Linked DNA regions of Mus musculus: region 2 is linked to region 1. The links are chromatin contacts, called in public Hi-C maps. All regions are on one chromosome and are shown on one strand. The core of a region is the stretch at or near the end of the contact, and the rest is flanking DNA. Distances in the headings are between cores, read along the strand shown. Region 1 overlaps Ablim1 (actin-binding LIM protein 1). Region 2 overlaps Gm41874 (a long non-coding RNA gene).

What was found. A called contact is a pair of places that touch in the nucleus more often than the background predicts.
Region 2: a Hi-C map of uterus shows a contact between it and region 1, with 2.8 times the contacts expected there. The contact joins two enhancer-like sites. A contact is called at or near these places in 1 of 15 datasets of contacts at CTCF or cohesin (large pre-B cells), 1 of 484 Hi-C or Micro-C datasets (uterus) and 2 of 115 datasets of contacts at active chromatin or transcription factors (large pre-B cells and memory CD8 T cells).

What each region holds. Positions count from the first base shown.
Region 1 is chr19:57,077,163-57,082,002 of GRCm38.p6, forward strand. It overlaps Ablim1 (actin-binding LIM protein 1), which reads right to left. Exons shown (of 26, transcript NM_178688.4): 8 at 2,651-2,709; 9 at 252-335. Among named protein-coding and RNA genes, the nearest start is that of Afap1l2, 71 kb to the left of the region's middle. Within about 2 kb of position 2,364, at least 140 of the 459 cell types and tissues checked have an H3K27ac peak or open chromatin away from gene starts, as enhancers often do. A contact at or near this core is called in uterus, where this site is marked.
Region 2 is chr19:57,409,010-57,413,849 of GRCm38.p6, forward strand. Gm41874 (a long non-coding RNA gene) reads left to right here. Exons shown (of 3, transcript XR_877961.2): 3 at 2,179-2,263. Among named protein-coding and RNA genes, the nearest start is that of Gm41874, 7.0 kb to the left of the region's middle. Within about 2 kb of position 2,967, at least 156 of the 459 cell types and tissues checked have an H3K27ac peak or open chromatin away from gene starts, as enhancers often do. A contact at or near this core is called in uterus, where this site is marked.

The sequences.
Region 1 (4,840 bases), core at 1,114-3,613:
GCTTCGGCGTGCTAGCTTTAATCAAAACATCAGTCCAGCCATTGCTCAGAAGGCAAGCATCCATCAGAGAAGAAAACCAACCAAGTGGGGGGTGTGAGGATCACTTGTGGGGTGAGGAAAGCCGCTACCTTCTACAGGAGCTGAGAAAGTTAGAAGATAAAAGCAGCCTAGGGAGGGGTCGGGGAGGGAGATCAGGGGAAGCAATGGAAGCCTGGGCCTAGGACAGCCGCTTTAAGCCACACAGCGCCAACCTGCAGAGCTGGGGACCGTCCTGTGCGACGAATCAGACTTTTGGGGTAAAAGAAATCGGATGAAGAGCGCGGGATGTTTGGTGGCTGCCATGAAACATGAGAGAAAGGAAGAATGAATTTTAAAATAGCCTCATTCAGAAATACTATGAAGAATACATAAAAGGACTGAAGGAAAATGGTAACTAGCATTAAGTAAATAGCAACTGACGGACATGTGTGCAGCTTCAGGGGTCAATCTGGGGCCCTATGAAGTGAATATCAACTGGTCTCCAAATCACAGCATATTTATCTACTATATTCTTATCTATATCCTGACCCCCTCACTGAGTCCTTTGCAATTATTTTGACACTGTTGTGCTTATGGCACAAGGACAAGATGCCCCAGGAGGGACCCAAAGACCATCATTACAAACGCCCTGTGAGTGAGTTCTTAAATATCAAGAACATGGCTCACTCTGGCATTGCTCAGAGTCTTCAAACATTTTCATTTTGCTATGGAAACTGCTCTAATTTGACATGTGATTAAAAGGCCAGGAAATCTTGGCTCAAGAAGTGTGCGTAGACACACCCTTCAGGCACTCCAGATTAATTCCTCTGTTGAAAATGTACCCCACTCTAAGCCTCACCAGCATCAGCCTATACCCCAACTCTGGGCCGGAGCCACTTCCCTCAGGTGAGGCCAGCCCCTTCCTATGGATGATGGTGACTTCGAGCCAGCCTGCCTCCCAGGGAGGGCATCACGGAGAGAAAAGCACTGCAATTTTCTGCAAAGCTTACGGAAGGGACAAAACAAAGGAAGACCATTCCTCTTGGCCAGAGCCAGTGAAATCTTTTATTCATTTTTTTCCATAAGCTTCCCTAGAGAGTTCCGTGGAGATGTGTTCAAGGGTTTGCTTTGTTTTCTGATCATTTTAGGGAGAGGCTCTGCAAACTGCAGCTATCCTTACAGAGAAAATATGCCTGGCCCATTCCGTCTGGCCTCATTAACATTCCTCTCCATTCCGCACAAAGACTTCATCAGGGATGAAGTTTTTTGAAAAAGGGGGGGTGGGGGATGCGGGATTCTTTCGAAAACAAAAGCCACCCTGTAGAGGTGGGATGGATGGATGCCTGGCTCCTTGGGTGGTTTTTGGGCAGGAGCCCCAGTGCAGTTTTATATCCCTGGAACAAAGTGTCCACAGGCACCAGTGCCAACGCTCTGGGAAGGTAGCCTGTTGCTTGAATACCCGTGCTTCCTCCAAATTCCAAGCTCAGTCTACCTGGTGGATGAATGGACTTAGGGGGCCATTAGTTATTAGCTGTGTGTGCGTGTGTGTGTGCGTGTGTGTGTGTGTGTGTGTGTGTGTATACTGAAGCTGCATGTCAGAAGCAGGGAAAACCGTTCCGATATCGGCAGGCACATCCCTCTGCTTTCCCCTGGCCCTCAATTATTCCGAGATTTTCTCTTTCCTCTACGTAAAGCCTGCCGCTAATAACAAAATACAAAGTAAAGGCTCCCGTGCATGCATGTATGCCAGTGATGAGAGTCAAAAGGAGATAAGAAAACAGGGCCTACAAGTCCAGAGGGGGCAGCGAAGGGACCTGAAAAATCCACTAACTGTTCCTTTGATGGGCGCCGCCTAAGGGTAGGCCCAGGGGGTTCATGAGTCTTGAGTCCAGCTCAAAAATAAATCTAAACCATTCTTTCCTTGGGACAGCAAGAAGATTAAAGTCAGACTCCATTTTCCTTCCCCTGGGACTCTTAACAGAGGGGCTGGGATCAAGCCTGATTATCACTGTGAGGAAAAGTCAGCCCTGCGTGAAAATCTGGACCAAGGCCAGGCTCTAGGTTAGAGTCTGGGCTTTACAACTCCGGAAGTGGAACTCTGCCCTCTAGGACGGCTCTGAGGACTGACCAATCATAGAGCTGATGGCAGCATTATCCTTGCCATAAGCATAAGGTTTTATGCCTGAGTGACTTGTATCCTTTGGAGCTAGAGGCTGCTCTTTTGAATTTGGATTTCAGAAATGAGCAAAACACACCAGAGCTAAGCAATAGTTACAGAGTCTGGGGCAAAACAGTGCATGGTGGTTTAAGCCAAGAGGGTTACCATGGCTACTTGATGAATCATTTTCCCCTAGCTGTACGACTTTTGGGTACTTTCCTAAGTCACTGACTGCCAAGATAAGGCCAACAGAGTCCAACACAAGCTTAAGAACAACAATAGAACATATTTATGGTGGGAGGGAACCCTCTTAGTTGGCCATTTGGACTTTGGCCTCAGGTTTTCTATAAAGGAAAAAAAAAAAAAAAAAAAAAAAAAAAAAAAGAGCCCATGAGAAGCACTTCCCCAAAGCCCAGGAACTAGTGAGCACACAGTGGTGACCTCCAGAGCATCCCATTCTGACCCCTTCCTTACCCGCAGCTTCTCCTCTGTCTTAGTGGACTGCTTACAGTCGGGATGCCACACGGTAGAACCTGGAAAGACAGAATGAACTGTGGGAATAGAGGAAATGGAAAGAAGGCACAGTCCTGTTAAGCAGACTTTCCACAGACCCCTCCCTCCCCAGCACAGGGTCCCACATGTGACCTCTGACCGTGAAGTCAACTCTACCCTTTGAGTGAGTTCTGAACTTGCTGTACACAGGGCACAATGGAGGGCCACAGAATGGAGTCTGAGAGCAGCCTCACACAAGAGATGTTTCCCTTTTAATAGGGTTACATTGTCTTTCTTTTTAAAACATAAATCATTGTTCTTTAAAAAGTAACACCTGAGACCTGAGTCCTTACTACTGGTTCTACTTGATCTTAGAATTAAAGCCATGTTTACATAAGTAACCATCAAAACACCCAAGCCACTTAATGAAGAGAAGTAGAGTCAAACTCAATGGCCCAGGTCCAGGTGTAAAACCTACTGAAGCTTTCATTTTTTTTTTTTTTTTAGGATTATTTATTTTATTTTATATATGTGAGTACACTGTCGCTGTCTTCAGACACACCAGAAGAGGGCATCCGATTCTTTTGCAGATGATTGTAAGCCACTATGTGGTTGCTAGGAATCGAACTTGGGACCTCTGGAAGAGCAAATAGTGCTCTTAACCACTGAGGCGCCTCTCACCCCTCATTCTTCTATTTCTATAGTTGCCCACACTTAGAGGAGAAATCAGATCAACTGGCAACGTTGTTAAACTTAGTTTATAAATCTTTCAACTTTTTAATTAAGTAACAGGAACAAAATCCTTTGGCTTCAATGAGTCAAGTAATGACCGAGGTGGATTTTCTGTTCCTGCTTCTAAGATCTCCCTTTCTCAGACTTCGAAGAACCTTCATGGGTGACACAGGTATCAAAGAATTAAAAAGCTGGAAGTCTCTCTTATGCTCTTACTCTCCTACTCTCACCCTCTCTGTCCCTTCTTCTCTTCCCTATTCCCCTCTCCCCTCTCTCTCTACATGTTCCTGGCTGGCCTCTCCTCTCCCCTCTCTACTCTGTCCACTCCCCTTCCCCCTCCCCCAACCTGTCCCCTGTCCCCTCTCCCTCTCTCTGCCTTTCTCTATCTCTACTCCATCCTCAATTCCCCTCCCCATGCCCTAAATAAACTCTGTTCCATTTTTTAAAAAAGCTTAAAGTCCTTATCTTGAAACTTCAGCCCCTGTGCTATGATTGTGTAAGACTGGATGCATACATAACAGGTATCATATACATGTACGACCACAGGAAAGGATGATATGTCAATTCTGTGTCCACACATGTATTTCTTCAGACATGGAGGGTCTGAAGAACACAGATCACTTGGAAAGACTCAAACTAGTGAAATTACTGGCTCGTTAGTGACTGGCACCTCAGAGTCTCAGAAGCCACACCAGTCTTTGTATCTGTACAGCATCTTCTCAACTTTGACTCCCAAGCAGCAACCTCTGTATACCAGAAGTCGCCAAATTAACTCATGAATAATATTTTCTGCTGAGCTAAAATACTATCAAAGACAAGGAAATATATTCTACAGCAGAATAATATTTCAATCTCTATCGAATAATCATTTCTACTTCGCATCATTGACACAGAAGAGGAGGAGAAGGGGGGGTGGGGAGAAGAAGGAGAAAGGGGGTAGGTCAAACAAAAACCAGACAGACATGCAGGTCCCTTCAATATTAACATCGGCTCACACTCTAACTATAAAGCACAGGAAATCTCTAAATGTGGATATGGAGAACCAAAGGGTCATGGGCAGGTCAGGAGAAGCATTCTCTGGGAGGTTCTACTAAGCAGAAGGCACCAGACAGGACACAGTCCACACTCAATGTCAGCATTGTTCTCCAAAGGTCAAACACACTGGGAATGTGACCTGTGACCCCAGAGAGCATCAGATGCTGAGGGAAACGAAGCTTATTCTCGAAGGTGTGCCAAGAGAGCAGGTAGCAGTAACCCAGCTCCACTCCAGAGAAAACTTAGAAGCGCCCTGGGGGTCTGAATGCAGCTCATTTGGGAGGTTGGTATATTTGTGCACAGCTGGAACCCCTTTCTGTTTAGCATCTGGACCCAGAGAGAGCACACTGTAGCCTGTGTTTCTCCGTTCCTAGCAGACACAGGCTTCCATGTACTTGGGAGCCT
Region 2 (4,840 bases), core at 1,717-4,216, 330 kb after region 1:
TGGCTCGTGCCTGTTCAAAGTCTTTTTCAACTGCATGATGAATTGGAGGTCAGCCTGAGCTAGAAGACACTCTATCTTTAACCAAACAAAGACAAATGACGATAAAACCAGGTTTGGGGGTATTAGATCTGACACAAGGGGCCAACGTCCTCCAGTGACAATGGGTAGCCAGCCATTCACCTGCCTCCTGAGGAGCAGCGGGCATGTTTAACTGTGTAGGTTAAGTAGTTTAGGATCTGCAGGGTTGAGAAGTTAACAGTTTTGAGATGTAGCTCACATACCCTAAACTTGCCCATATGAATGGTTTTCAGTTTTCACAGAGCTGAGCTTCCATCTACATATTTTAGAACATTTTCATAAAACCCAAAAGAACCCAGCATTCCTTAGCTATAACCAACCCACTCCCCCTGGCCTTTTGCAACTCTAAAACTACTTCCTGTCTCTTCAGGTTTATCTATCTCAAGCACTTCCTATACATGGAACCATATGATATGTCACCTCGAGTGAGGGTTTGCAAACTTAAAGGTCTAGGGCTCCATGATTTTTTCCCCATATGTTGTATGATGGTTTTTTCCTAGAGAGATACCCACACATACCCCCCCCCCCACACACACACACAAATCTACTCAGCATGGATATAGAGCCCACAGATATCACCAAAATATCGCTTGGTGAGTCAATGCATTGTATTAAGGTTACCTACAAGAATATAGGAGAGAGTTTTGGGTTTTTTGGGGATTTTGTTTGTTTGTTTGTTGTTGTTGGTTTTTTTTTTTTTTTTTTTTTTTTTTTTTTTTTTTTTTTTTTTTTTTTTTGGTTTTTTGAGACGGGGTTTCTCTGTATAGCCCTGGCTGTCCTGGAACTCACTTTGTAGACCAGGCTGGCCTCGAACTCTGAAATCTGCGTGCCTCTGCCTCCCGAGTGCTGGGATTATTAAAGGCGTGCGCCACCACGCCCTGCAGGAGAGGGTTTCTTACCAGAGCAGAAATAACTCAGTAACAAAGCCCACCCCAGCATGGGTGACAGTTCAGGAAAGCTGGGAACCTGGAGCACACTGAACAGCCTGTAGGCAGATCAGCAGGTTGGAGAGAGTCCTTTCCTGGTGACTTACACCTGTACCGAGCTGCTTGGCTTGTCTGAGAATGTTTCTTAGCTGTCTTGACTGTTTACTCTTGGGGGAGAGGAGGCTGGTGAATCGTGTCAGTTTCAGGGACTTCCTGAGACTATGTTGAATTGTTTAACTTGCTATGTTAGGGAGCTTCCCTGAAGGATAAAATGTTTCAATATGGGGGCGGTGTGTGGACCCTGCTACACAACACCAGAAAACATGAGGCGTCTCTTACCTAGTTGCATGGAACTTGGAAAACACTGTCTAGTAAGAAGCCAAAGGGTTGGCCTTTTCTAGGCCTTCATTGGTCCAGGCCTGTATTACACCAAACTCTGACGCTTCTTCAAACATCGAACATCCCACAGTAGACTCACATCAGACTCTCCCAGGCACAACTAGGATCTGTATGTCTTGCACACCAGCGATTGTATTTCAGTTGATTGCTGTGAGTATCCCCAATGTGTGAAGAGCCCAAGAACGTTTAGGGGCTTCCATGAAAGGCTCTGAGACCCACAGCTCATCCAGGACCCAGTCACTCCATCTGCCTGGAAGAGGCCTCAGCAGGATTCCCACCTGCTCCTCACACCATGCCAGGAATTATATGGACCTCCCGTTCTAATAGAGACCAAAGGAAACATTTCAATACAAACAACACAAACCTCTGAAGCTGCCCCAGCCTCTGGGCGCTGAACCTCACTTATCTGTGAAAGGGCAGTTGGGGAACTTCAAACCATCACTATGCCATTGATGTCCGGAGGAGGGTGCAAACAGCCCCAAAGCTCCTCTCAGCTCCCCTGCTTCCCTCTGCGGGCCTGAAAGTGGTCTCTCCCCAGGGATCAGAATAATTTCCTTCGGCTGAGTCTCATTGTATGCCTTTGATTTAGAGACACTTTTAGACACGTGAGATGCTAGGGCAGGTTTTCCTGGAGAGCTTTCTGAAGGCCAGCTTCTGCCCCGGGGGAGGGCTGTAGACTGGAGCAGCATTTGGAACACAATCCCAGCTGTTTTCCACTCTGCCAGTGGCCAGGTGTCTCACCTCCTCACTGTCTACCCCTTGTTGCTCGTTGCAGATAAAGAAAGGAAATTCTAGCCGGGCATGGTGGCACACGCCAGCACTCGGGAGGCAGAGGCAGGCGGATTTCTGAGTTCGAGGCCAGCCTGGTCTACAAAGTGAGTTCCAGGACAGCCAGGACTACACAGAGAAACCCTGTCTCAAAAAAAAAAAAAAAAGGAAATTCTGGGCCACCGTGAGATTTACTAGACGTGATCCAGCTGGCCCCTTTGTAGCTTCTTTCTTAGCCTTCATCCAAATTTTCCAAGCCCGGGCTTGCCACGTTGCTGCTTCCTGTAAATATTTTAGGGGAAGCCTGCCGGGCTCTGAGGAGTTTCAGAATGCTTTGCCCCAGCTGTTTAGCCACAGAGGCCGGGTTTATGGAGTCACTCATTCACTCTGACGGGTGTCTTGCAGCCTGCAGAGCCTGGCGGGAAGAAGGGAAATCTCCACATTTCATGGTTGTTTACCCAGCCCTCTTCCCCAAATACCCATTCTAGGACATCGTAAAGCTCAGTGCTCCCCCCGCCCTCCCCCGCTCCCATCTCCTTCATCTCTCCTTAGAAAAACCCAAACATGGCCTGCTCTATTTGTTTATTTACAAACCGAAGTGGCCAATCCATTTCCAAGCCGATGAAGCCCCGCTCATTAAACTGCTCTTGTTGACACTGTGTGTTTTGATCATCTGCGACCTTCGGTTTTCTGAGAGGCGGATGCTGTGTCTTCCTGTTTAAAGGGCCTGTGCGCATGGAGTCAAAAGCTAGGACTCACTGACCCAGATCAGCCCTGCCTGCGGTACTCTGTGGTTGGCAGCTTGCCTGAAGACCACAGCGAGGCTCCTGGGCTTTTTCAGAGCAGCAGCAGGCAAGCTCATCCGGAGCTGGGGAAGCAGCGGCCTCAAGCCGATGCTGCCAAGCGAAGCATGGGCGGAATCCATGCCCAGCCATTTCTCGTGCTCACAGCGCAGGGACGGGGGCGCCTAGCGGGCACAGGATGCTTTCCTGTGTGACAAAACAACTCCCCTGTTCCCCGAGGACGAGGAAACAGCTGAGAGGTAGAAGACAGACACTGTAGGTGCTGCTGTACACCACGGACGATACTGACAGACTAGAGCTCAAAAGAAAGACCATACAAGGACCACTAAGTTACTGGAGGACTGAGGTAGGCATGTGGTAGTGTTGCTGGAGGACACAGCCCCCTTTGTCAGTTCCTGGTCTTATAAAGAACTTTGGAAATGGACATGGGGTGGGGTATGGACGTGGTGGGTGTACTGGCTGGTTTTGTGTATCAACTTGACACAGGCTGGAGTTATCACAGAGAAAGGAGCTTCAGTTGGGGAAGTGCCTCCATGAGATCCAGCTGTAAGGCATTTTCTCAATTAGTGATCAAGGGGGAAAGGCCCCTTGTGGGTGGGACCATCTCTGGGCTGGTAGTCTTGGGTTTATAAGAGAGCAGGCTGAGCAAGCCAGGGGAAGCAAGCCAGTAAAGAACATCCCTCCATGGCCTCTGCATCAGCTCCTGCTTGAGTTCCAGTCCTGACTTCCTTTGGTGATGAACAGCAGTGTGGAAGTGTAAGTTAAATAAACCCATTCCTCCCCAACTTGCTTCATGGTCATGATGTTTGTGCAGGAATAGAAACCCTGACTAAGGCAGTGGGGAAGTAGAGAGGCGTCTCAGAGGTGAAGAGTACTTACTGCTTTTCCAGAGGACCTGAGTTTGGTTCTTAGCAGCCATGTGAGGTGTAAGGCTTGCAAGTGCCTGTATTTCCAGCTCCAGGGAATCTGGCATCCTTTTGTGGCCTCCTAGGGCATGTTCACTTTCACTCATGTCACACACACACACCCACACACACACACACAGACATACAGAGAGACAGAGTATTCTAAACAGATCCAGGAGGGAACGTGGAGCAGCTTACTGGGGTGTCCTGGGTGACAGGAGAGGCAAGTTGGCAGTCTTCACCACAGTCTAGAGGGTGACACCAAGACGAGGAAACAGAAGCATTAGGCTTCCTGAGAAGAAAACCAAGCAGACAGGCTCTGCAGTGAAAGCCTTAGAACTTCTGTTCGAGGGCTGCACTTTGTGGGGTCAGAAATACATGTGTCATTGTTAACGGGACAGTTGTTCTTTTTCTTTCTTATCTTGTCCTCCTGTAAGCCAAGTTTTCATCTCTGGCTTAGCCAGTCTTCCTTGGGTTATAAGGAGGACTTCCTCTTTGATGCTGCTATCTACATTACAAGAGGTTTGTTAACCCCCGACTGTGGAATTTGTGCTGGAGGATGCTGACCAGATAGACACATGTCCCAAATGGAGTCTGGGAGGCAGAAGTCTGCAGAGGGCTTCTCATGCATGCCTTTCTTCCTGCCTGATGTCTGCTGTTCTAGGAGTGAGCAGAGGAGATTACAGTTGACATGAACAACAGAAGATCTCGTCTATACTTTGTGGTTGGCTCCCCAGAAGATAGAAAATCTACAGTGATGCCCAAGGGAGATCAGGGATATTATTGTTACTTTCTATTGCTGTGATAAGACATTGTGTCTAAGACAACTTACATAGAGGATAAGTGGATTTGGGTCTGTGGTTTCAAAGGGGTAAGGGTCTTTCCATGACAGGGAAGATGGCTGCAAGCTGCAGGCACGGAAGGTGAAGCAGAAGCTGAGTGCCTGCATCCTGAACTGCAA